Linked DNA regions of Mus musculus: regions 2 and 3 are each linked to region 1. Evidence: chromatin contacts called from public Hi-C and Micro-C data. All regions are on one chromosome and are shown on one strand. Each heading gives the region's core, a stretch centred on a gene start, on an enhancer-like site or on the middle of the called end of the contact. The rest is flanking DNA. Distances are from core to core; before and after follow the strand shown.

Evidence for each region. A called contact is a pair of places that touch in the nucleus more often than the background predicts.
Region 2: a contact with region 1 is called in a Micro-C map of the HL-1 cell line, with 2.0 times the contacts expected there. The contact joins two enhancer-like sites. A contact is called at or near these places in 1 of 484 Hi-C or Micro-C datasets (the HL-1 cell line), 13 of 115 datasets of contacts at active chromatin or transcription factors (CD8 T cells, bone marrow-derived macrophages, craniofacial prominence and 9 more) and 1 of 9 other capture datasets (embryonic stem cells).
Region 3: a contact with region 1 is called in a Hi-C map of muscle stem cells, with 2.5 times the contacts expected there. The contact joins two enhancer-like sites. A contact is called at or near these places in 6 of 484 Hi-C or Micro-C datasets (the 63-12 cell line, Sertoli cells, embryonic stem cells and 3 more), 5 of 115 datasets of contacts at active chromatin or transcription factors (embryonic stem cells, large pre-B cells and stem cell-derived neural progenitor cells) and 1 of 9 other capture datasets (embryonic stem cells).

Annotation. Positions count from the first base shown.
Region 1 is chr15:36,760,997-36,763,703 of GRCm38.p6, forward strand. No RefSeq gene overlaps it. Among named protein-coding and RNA genes, the nearest start is that of Ywhaz, 32 kb to the right of the region's middle. Within about 2 kb of position 1,340, at least 63 of the 459 cell types and tissues checked have an H3K27ac peak or open chromatin away from gene starts, as enhancers often do. A contact at or near this core is called in the HL-1 cell line and muscle stem cells, where this site is marked.
Region 2 is chr15:36,959,656-36,962,362 of GRCm38.p6, forward strand. All of the region lies in intron 7 of Gm34590 (a long non-coding RNA gene), which reads left to right. Among named protein-coding and RNA genes, the nearest start is that of Gm34590, 23 kb to the left of the region's middle. Within about 2 kb of position 1,321, at least 136 of the 459 cell types and tissues checked have an H3K27ac peak or open chromatin away from gene starts, as enhancers often do. A contact at or near this core is called in the HL-1 cell line, where this site is marked.
Region 3 is chr15:36,941,120-36,943,826 of GRCm38.p6, forward strand. It overlaps Gm34590 (a long non-coding RNA gene), which reads left to right. Exons shown (of 8, transcript XR_875167.3): 3 at 1,545-1,685. Among named protein-coding and RNA genes, the nearest start is that of Gm34590, 4.5 kb to the left of the region's middle. Within about 2 kb of position 1,397, at least 43 of the 459 cell types and tissues checked have an H3K27ac peak or open chromatin away from gene starts, as enhancers often do. A contact at or near this core is called in muscle stem cells, where this site is marked.

The sequences.
Region 1 (2,707 bases), core at 90-2,589:
CAATAAAGATGCTAGCTGTCAATGACCTGGGCAGAACAGGTGGGACTTCCAAGGTCCCCACAGGCAAGCTAGCAGACCTAGGAGAGAGGGAGTTAAAGGAGATAAAGCCAACCAGCCATGTGAGTCAATGGTCACTGTATCTGATTATGCCAGAGTGGCAGGGGATGTTTAGCAGTACCCAGTCATTGAGTTAGCAAAGGCATTTTGAGATTAACTGGTGTGTGTGTGTGCATAGGGGCTGGTAGCGCAGCCTGCAGCCTGTTCCTGAAGCTTACGGCAGGGTAACAAAAACTACACACTCTACTGCCCAGGTGAGGGATGGAGCCAGTTCTCCCAAGAGCCTCACAAACATTCCTGGGCACACAACTCTGAGACACAGTGAGTGGTGTGTTCTCAGCCAATACATCTTAGGGTTGATTCGCTATATTATATTAGTCAGATTCTACATTTCCCCTCAAGATAGAGGCCATGACCCTTTGCATTTTACAGCTAAGGATAGGTGCAGTAAATTCCCTTGGCCGCACTGTCTGTTGTTCAAGTGATGGGGGCCAGGCTCCAGCTCCAACATGTCTCCTGGGTGAGAGGTTCTGTTTTCCTGCCCCACCAAGGCATCTGATTTCTAAATGGGAAGTGAAAGTTAAAAGGCAGCTGGGTCAGGGAGACCCTCGGTGGCCAGGCAGGGCCAGTACAAGATGGGTCTCCACCTCTGTGTCAGTCTCCCTGGGCATGCCTATTAGCCTCAGTGCCTGACATGGTTGGTCAAACCCAACATCATCTTTGTGTCAAAGTACTTCCATCACCAAGGTCAAGGCCCTTGCTCCTTACATGGTTTAGTTTTGGTGCTGGCCAGTCATCTCCTGGAGTCATCAGAGCCTGGAGAACATAGGTCGCAGTGCCTGTCTGCAAGCTTCACTTCTGTTTATTGAACTGCTTAGTCTTCACCACAGCTCATTCCTAATTTACCAATAAGAAATCTGAGGTTCGGGGAAGAAAAATGGTATCAAGGATTAGTTTTGTTTTGAATTCACAGAGCCATCTGACTCCATACTTAAGGGCAGCAGGCACCAAGCAGGTCTTTCCCTTCCCCTGACACGGAATCTTCCTAGCTTAGAGTCTTTCCGGAACTGGTCCCAGAGTGATCAAGGATGGTGCGAGTGTCAGCTCGATCCCAATTTACCCATTCTAACAGCTAAGCAGACTCCTTCCTAATATTAAAATGATAAAAACAGGGCTATAAAATCAGCTGGTTTTGTCATTTTGGTGTCTCCGAGTGGGACGAGCCGGGGGTGTGAGCTGGTTGTGGGCAGTGACACACACTGCTGGCAGCAAGAGGATGAATCATTAAAACAGAGTGTGGAGACTCATCATGGCGAGAGCTAGCCTGGCCTGGGGTGGGGCAAGTACCCCAGGCAAGAGTCAGGGCCTAGAGCTTTTCTTCCCAGCTCTGCTTTGGCTGGGGGCAGCTCCAGACCTCAGCTTTCTTTGATCTAGACTTGGGTGACCTTCAAGGTTACTTTTGGCTCTCAGTTCCCTGTTCCTCTGTTTGGGGATAGAAAAACATTTTCTGTGCCTGCCGTGAGCCCAATGTTTGTAATCCTTCCAGCAGTGGTTAAGAGATCATGAGCATTGGCCTATTGGAGTTCAGACCCAATTCCTGCTTGGTCAGTTTTCAGTGGCATGGCTTGGGCAAGCATGCCCCCTCTCCAGGCATGCTTCTCGCTACGTAACGGGGGCATCAACTGCCAATGTGCCCATGCAGTAGTGCCATGATACTCAGAGATGGAACATTTGTCATTAGAAATGAATGAAGTCATGAGGGTGGGGCCCCATGATAAGATTAATGTCCTTATAAGGGAAAAACTGAAATTGAAAGTCTCCCAACCCTGGGTGAGGACCCAGGGAGGCAAGGCATCTATCTACAAGCCAGGAAAACTGACCACATCTGAATCTGTCAGTTCACTACTTGAGAACTGTTTGTTCTTTAAGCCACACCATCTATGATATTTTGTTGTTTTGTTTTTTGTTTTTTTTTTTTTTTGTTTTTTCGAGACAGGGTTTTTCTGTGTAGCCCTGGCTGTCCTGGAACTCACTTTATAGACCAGGCTGGCCTCGAACTCAGAAATCCGCCTGCCTCTGCCTCCCAAGTGCTGGGATTAAAGGCATGCGCCACCACTGCCCAGCTCTATGATATTTTGTTTTAGCAACTGAGATGACTAAGGGTCATGGTAAAGAGGACTATGGGTGTGACTCTGCACCTGGGGTGGAGCAGGGAGCCTTAACACACTGCATCTTCTCTGGTCCTGACGTTAGCCTGACTTCTCCTGACAGCCAGATCACCTCTGGAGAAATGGCCAGTCATCCCAGGGCACCTTGGTAACTTCATTTAGTGCCGTGTATTTCTACTTGACTCGGGGCTATCCTTGAAAATGCACTTCAAAGGCAAGTTAGCATGTCTGACCCCTGACCCCAATGCCAGCACTGCCTTCCCACTCATACAGCCACTGGGTGCTCACATGTTTCTGAGTCCCTCACCAGGGTGGGTTCTACCTCTCCCTAAGAACTGTAAGAAACAGTCTGTCTGCTCATCCCTTCCTGAGCCATGGGCCTGCCCTCTTAAGACTGTTGTATGAACTATAGTTTAGTAAATTTATGATGACTAAAGGAACAGCCAGAGACAGTCATGAGCTAAACATGGCCTGGCAAAGCG
Region 2 (2,707 bases), core at 71-2,570, 200 kb after region 1:
GGACAGGGCAGTTCTACCTAGCTTTGGTTTGTTGGCCACTTGGCAACATCAAGGACCCAAACTTCTGCCCTTTTTGCCCTTTTTCTTCTTTGCAAACTGGCTGCAAGAGTTCCCTACATCATGACATCAAGAGGCAGAAGAGAAAGGTGAGATTAACAGTTTGGGTTTCCTTTTTTAGCCAGCTCTGCGGACCTCAGCTCTATCCACTGCTCTTCAAAATGGATAACTGAAATAAAACGAACAATGTCTCTCTTCAGGCATAGCAAAAACAAAACAAAACAAAACAAAACAAAAAAAAAACCTAAAATTAGTAGATGAAGATAAAGGTGCCTCTCAGAAATGCTTGTCTGGTTTTATTGCTCAGGAAAAAAAAGGGAGAAAGGGAGAACTAGACCACCCAAAGCATGTGTGGGCCCTGCACAACCAGATGCGTGGACTGGCTCACACCCATTTCTCTTCACACTCTGCAATGCTTTCTTTGTAGCAAGTCTAGCCACACACCTCAATTTCCAGGGATTAAGTTAAACCAATCCCTTTGCTTCAAAGTATAAATACCCATGGAGTACAAAGATTAAATATCCAGTCCCTGATCCAGGCGGCTGCAGACAGAGCTCACGATGTGCTGCGGAATCTTTCCCGAGGGCTAGGATTTCTTTCTTTTCTAGGGCGCTATGAAATGTGAAGTGCTAGAGGGCCACCGTTGGACACGGGGATGCTATTTCAGTAATAAAACGCATATTCTTCACAATGCAGATGGCACTCTGAGTTCCACAGATGGGACTGGGGCTCTGGGGAGAGGCAAACAGAAACGGTGGGTGTGGCGAGGCATGACGTCATCCTAGCTAGGGCTTTCTCTAGAACGGTGGCAAGTTTACTGCTGAATCATCCCTGGGGCCAGTTATCGGCATGTCAGTTGGACAAAGGTCCCTGTAATTAAGCCCTGATTCACCACTTACCTCCGCACCATTCTGCTTATGTTGCCTTTGGAGGCCAGACAAGAAACATGAATACATAAAATTAACCTATCTGTGAGAGCTGCGCAGAAGCCAACGCTGTTGTGAAACCAGTGCTATTGCTAGTCTTCTCTCAATAGCACAAATGTAGGTATGTGGACTTGGGTGTTCATTTGCACACACACACACACACACACACACACACACACACACACACACATCCATCAGAGAATGCACATTCTGGACTTTGATCTGAAGTAAATGTTAATTCCTGAAATAATTTGGGATCTATATTTGCTTTGGCTACAAACCGGAGACTCTCTTGCATGCCCAGCAGAGGAAACGGCGTGGGAGAGCCATCTGAGTCCTCAAAGGTCAGCACTTTCATCCTTCTGGAGAGGCACAAACCTGCTGTCAGATGCAGGGCTGCACCCAGTCCCAGGAAGGCAACAGATATAGAGGTGTCTGGCTTCTTTCTCTGGTTAACTCATCACCCACTAACAGTCTGCAAGGGATCAGTGGCCTCAGCTAGTCCCAAGTAGGCCAGAGCGTCCTCTCCATCCAGATACAGGAAGGCCCTTGTCAACATGTTCACTGGCCAACTAAGATAGCCATTGTGGGAGGTATCCAGAAAGGATGAAGAAGTCACAAGAGCCGTGAAAGATGCTTCTCTCTCTCTCTCTCTCTTTTTTTTTTTTTTTTTTTTTTTTGGTTTTTCGAGACAGGGTTTCTCTGTGTAGCCCTGGCTGTCCTGGAACTCACTTTGTAGACCAGGCTGGCCTCGAACTCAGAAATCCACCTGCCTCTGCCTCCCGAGTGCTGGGATTAAAGGCGTGCGCCACCACGCCCGGCTGATGCTTCTCTTTAGTATCATGCTGGACTCAAGTCTCCATCGATGTTGAAGATATTTCCATTGCCTTTATAGGAGTTGGGGTGGGAGGTGAGATGAGCGGGTACGAGTGAGCAGAACAGAGCCATTTACCAATGTCTTGGGACACTTTGACAAGCAAGCCGTCATTACAGAGAACTGTCAAGGCTTAGCATTCCTTTCTACAGAACAACCAGTAATTGGTAAGAGCTAATGTATATGACGTGCTTGCTGTGTGCCCTGCACAGTTGAGAGCTTCCATGCATTTAGACCCCAGACCCAACAGGTCGGTGCTTCTTTACCATTTATAGATGAGGTAGTCAGCCTTGGGGATACTGTGATGGCTCAGTGAGTAAAGATAGTTGCTGTCAAGCTTGACAGTCTGAATTTGATGCCCTGGGACCTACATGGTGGAAAGAGAACTGACTTCCCCAAGCTGTCCTCTGACCTCTACACACACAGAGAGTCACAGACACATACATACAAACGACACACACACAGACACACACACAATAGACACACATACACTAAACAGATGCTTTGTTTTTGTCCTTTAAAGAAAGTAAACCTCAGGCAGAGGAGAGCCTTTCACTGTCTGCAACCACCCTGTTTACCTGCCTGTTTCTAAAGCTGGGTCCTTCCCATTCTGCCGCAGACCCTCTGGGCCCCTTTGTCTGCGTGGAACGGGTCTCTAGTCGCAGGTGGGCAAAGCGTCACAGACTGATGCACACAGGAGAGGTTGTGTAGAATCTGAATGTAATTTGTCAAATCGAGCATCAAACTTTTTATACAGAAGAAAATAGGGAAGTTGGGTGATACACCAGCAAGGTACAAAGAGGTTACTGGATTCTTACACAAAACAGAGGAATACAAACACAGAAGGTCT
Region 3 (2,707 bases), core at 147-2,646, 180 kb after region 1:
ACACCAGACTGAGCAAGCCACATGAAGTATGCCAGTGAGCACCCTTCCATGGCCTCTGCATCAGCTCCAGCCTCCAGGTTCCTACCCTGTTTGACTTCCTGCCTTGACTTCTTTCCATGGTGAAAGTGATTTGTAAGCATATGCCAAATAAACCCTATCGTCCTAGTCTTAGTTTGGGTTTCATCACTGTGAAGAAACACTAGGACCTCAGCAACTCTTGCAAAGGACATTTAATTGGGGCTGGCTTACAGTTCAGAAGTTTAGTCCATTATCATCATGGCAGGAAGCATGGCAGCATGCAGGCATACATGGTGCTGGAGAAGGAGCTGAGAGTTCTACATCTTGATCCACAGGCAGCAGAAGGACACTGCGTACCACACTGGATGTAGCTTAAGTACAAGAGACCTCAAAGCCTGCCCCTCCAGTGACACCTTCCTCCAACAAGGTCACACCTACTCCAACAAGCCACACCTCCTAATAGTGCCACTCCCTATGGCCAAGCATTCAAACAGCTGAGTCTATGGGGCCCATTTCTTTCAAACCACACTCCCCAAGTTGCTTTTGGTCTTGGTGTCTCATCACAGCAATAGACACCTTAAGTAGGACACCAGCACACCTTCCTGTGTTTAACCTTGAGTGTGTTGTATAAGATGACTGAACATGCCCTGCTAGTTAAAAAGGCCCCAACTCCTTACAGTTCTCGATGGGTTTTTCTGATGAGGGACTGACTGGCTCTGTCGTTGTTAGAGGCACACAGAGCTGGTTGTGCTTGGCAGATGAGGTCAGTTTTGCCTTCCTCGCTTGGCAATCACTGCGATGTCTGTCACATTGCCTCCAAGTGCTCTAAGGGACAGGCACCCCCTGCCCCTTCCTCTTACCCACAGTCTGTCTTGGCAGACGGTATGTGTAGATTGCTTGTGTTAAGGGAGGGTGTCTCACCTGTACTAGACTCAATTGATCAGGGAACCACTAGACTGTCACCATCTGAAGGAACAGACAAGTGGTGCCAGTCCATGTCCCACAAATAACTTCTCCTGTTACTAGTAGGGATGAGAGAATGAGGGAAATGTGATCTCTAGGGGAATCTTTTCCCTTTCAGCCCAAGTGGCCATGGTGGGATTTTCTGTAACTTTAGCCCAACACTTGGCTATCTGCCACTACCAAGACACCACACGAGGTAGATTGGCAAAGATATTTACATACAAGGGGCTGTTGAGTCTTTCAAAGGAAATTTGTTCCACGTCCCTTGAATTCAGGCAGGCCCTTCGACTGGATGGGTCTCAGTGAGACAGAAAGATGCAGTTTCTGTTTTTGATCTTGGCAGAGGCAATGAGCAGTGCCAAGCACTGAGCTAATGAGCTCTGAGATCTGGCCAGTCTGGCCATCTCACTTGGAGCCATCCTGACCCTCACTGTCTGGCTGAACACTGCCCAAAGCCCTGGCTCACAGAGCTGAGAGCAGCAATGGCTTCTGGTTTAAGCCATGGCATCTTCAGGCGGTTTTCTAGGCAGAATGTGATGTTGATTCTTTCTTCCCTCTCCAAGTTTAGAACAACATCTCCTAAGATTGCTCAAGGTTCTTTATACAAGGGACTCTCTCAACATCTCACCCCCAAACAAGAATCTGAAGTCAGGACAAATGCCTGAAACCTGGAGACTTCATCCAGGCAGCCACCATTCATGAGGGTAAGAGAGAGAGAAGGCTACCTACCTCAAAGCTCTGTCTTGGGAATGGCTTTGGGTTCTGTCCCTTCCTGGCCGCTTTGATCTTGGGTAAATGTGTTAGCTTCAGTTCCCTTTCTATGAAATGGGCTAGTCGCACGCTCGCAGCACCTAACTTCAGAGACAGTTAAGGTGAAGGAAGTAAGAGAGTTAAAGTAATGTCAGGGCGCTGCTCCGCAGGGTGCCTGCGTGGAAGGGATTTGACAGACCGCAGCTATTTACTTCATAAGTTCACGTGTGAGTGTGGTGTGTTAGGGCAGTTTACGTGTGCTTTAGCACGCGAGTACGAGTGTGTGTGTGCGCGCGCGCGTATGTTAAGGCAGTGGATCTGTCTCAAGGGAGAGTAAAATTAACTAAAGCCTAGTAACCGCTGCTTGTCTCAGGAAGAAAATGAAATCCACACCTACTGGGTCCTCAGTCAGCTCCTCTAGGCTCAGAAAAAAAAAAAAATCGAGATTTCTGTGAGCTAAAGGGGAAAAAAAATTAAAAAGCACAGAAGAGCAGAAGAAAGAAAGATGTCGGGGAGCAGTTTCTCCCTGGGTTCTAAGAGGCTGTTGCTCCTTGGATGTGTGATCTGAGGGAGGTCAGATTAAAAAGGGTTAAAATTCATATATGGCTTTGTTGAAATCAAGCACAATAAAGGAGTGTCTTGGTTAGCACTTTTTTTTTTTTTTTGTGGAACAAGAAAAATCAAACACTAGCCTTCTACCATCTGCTGCAGACTGGGAGCTCGTTAGCGTCTTCCAGGAGGCTGATTGCAGCCGGCAGCACAGCGGCAGTAATGAAGGAGACCCACGCCCAGGGCCAGGCCTGTTCTGCAGCCCCGTCTTGAGGGACTTTTGTTGGCTGGTCTGATGCCCTCTTTTACATTCCAGAATCTCATGGTCTAACCAGACAGAAGCTCTGGCACAGAGAGAGTTACCCTTTTATAAAGGTCTGCTCCAGGCAGTGAGAACAACGGAGACACTGGCCCAGCGAGCCGAGAA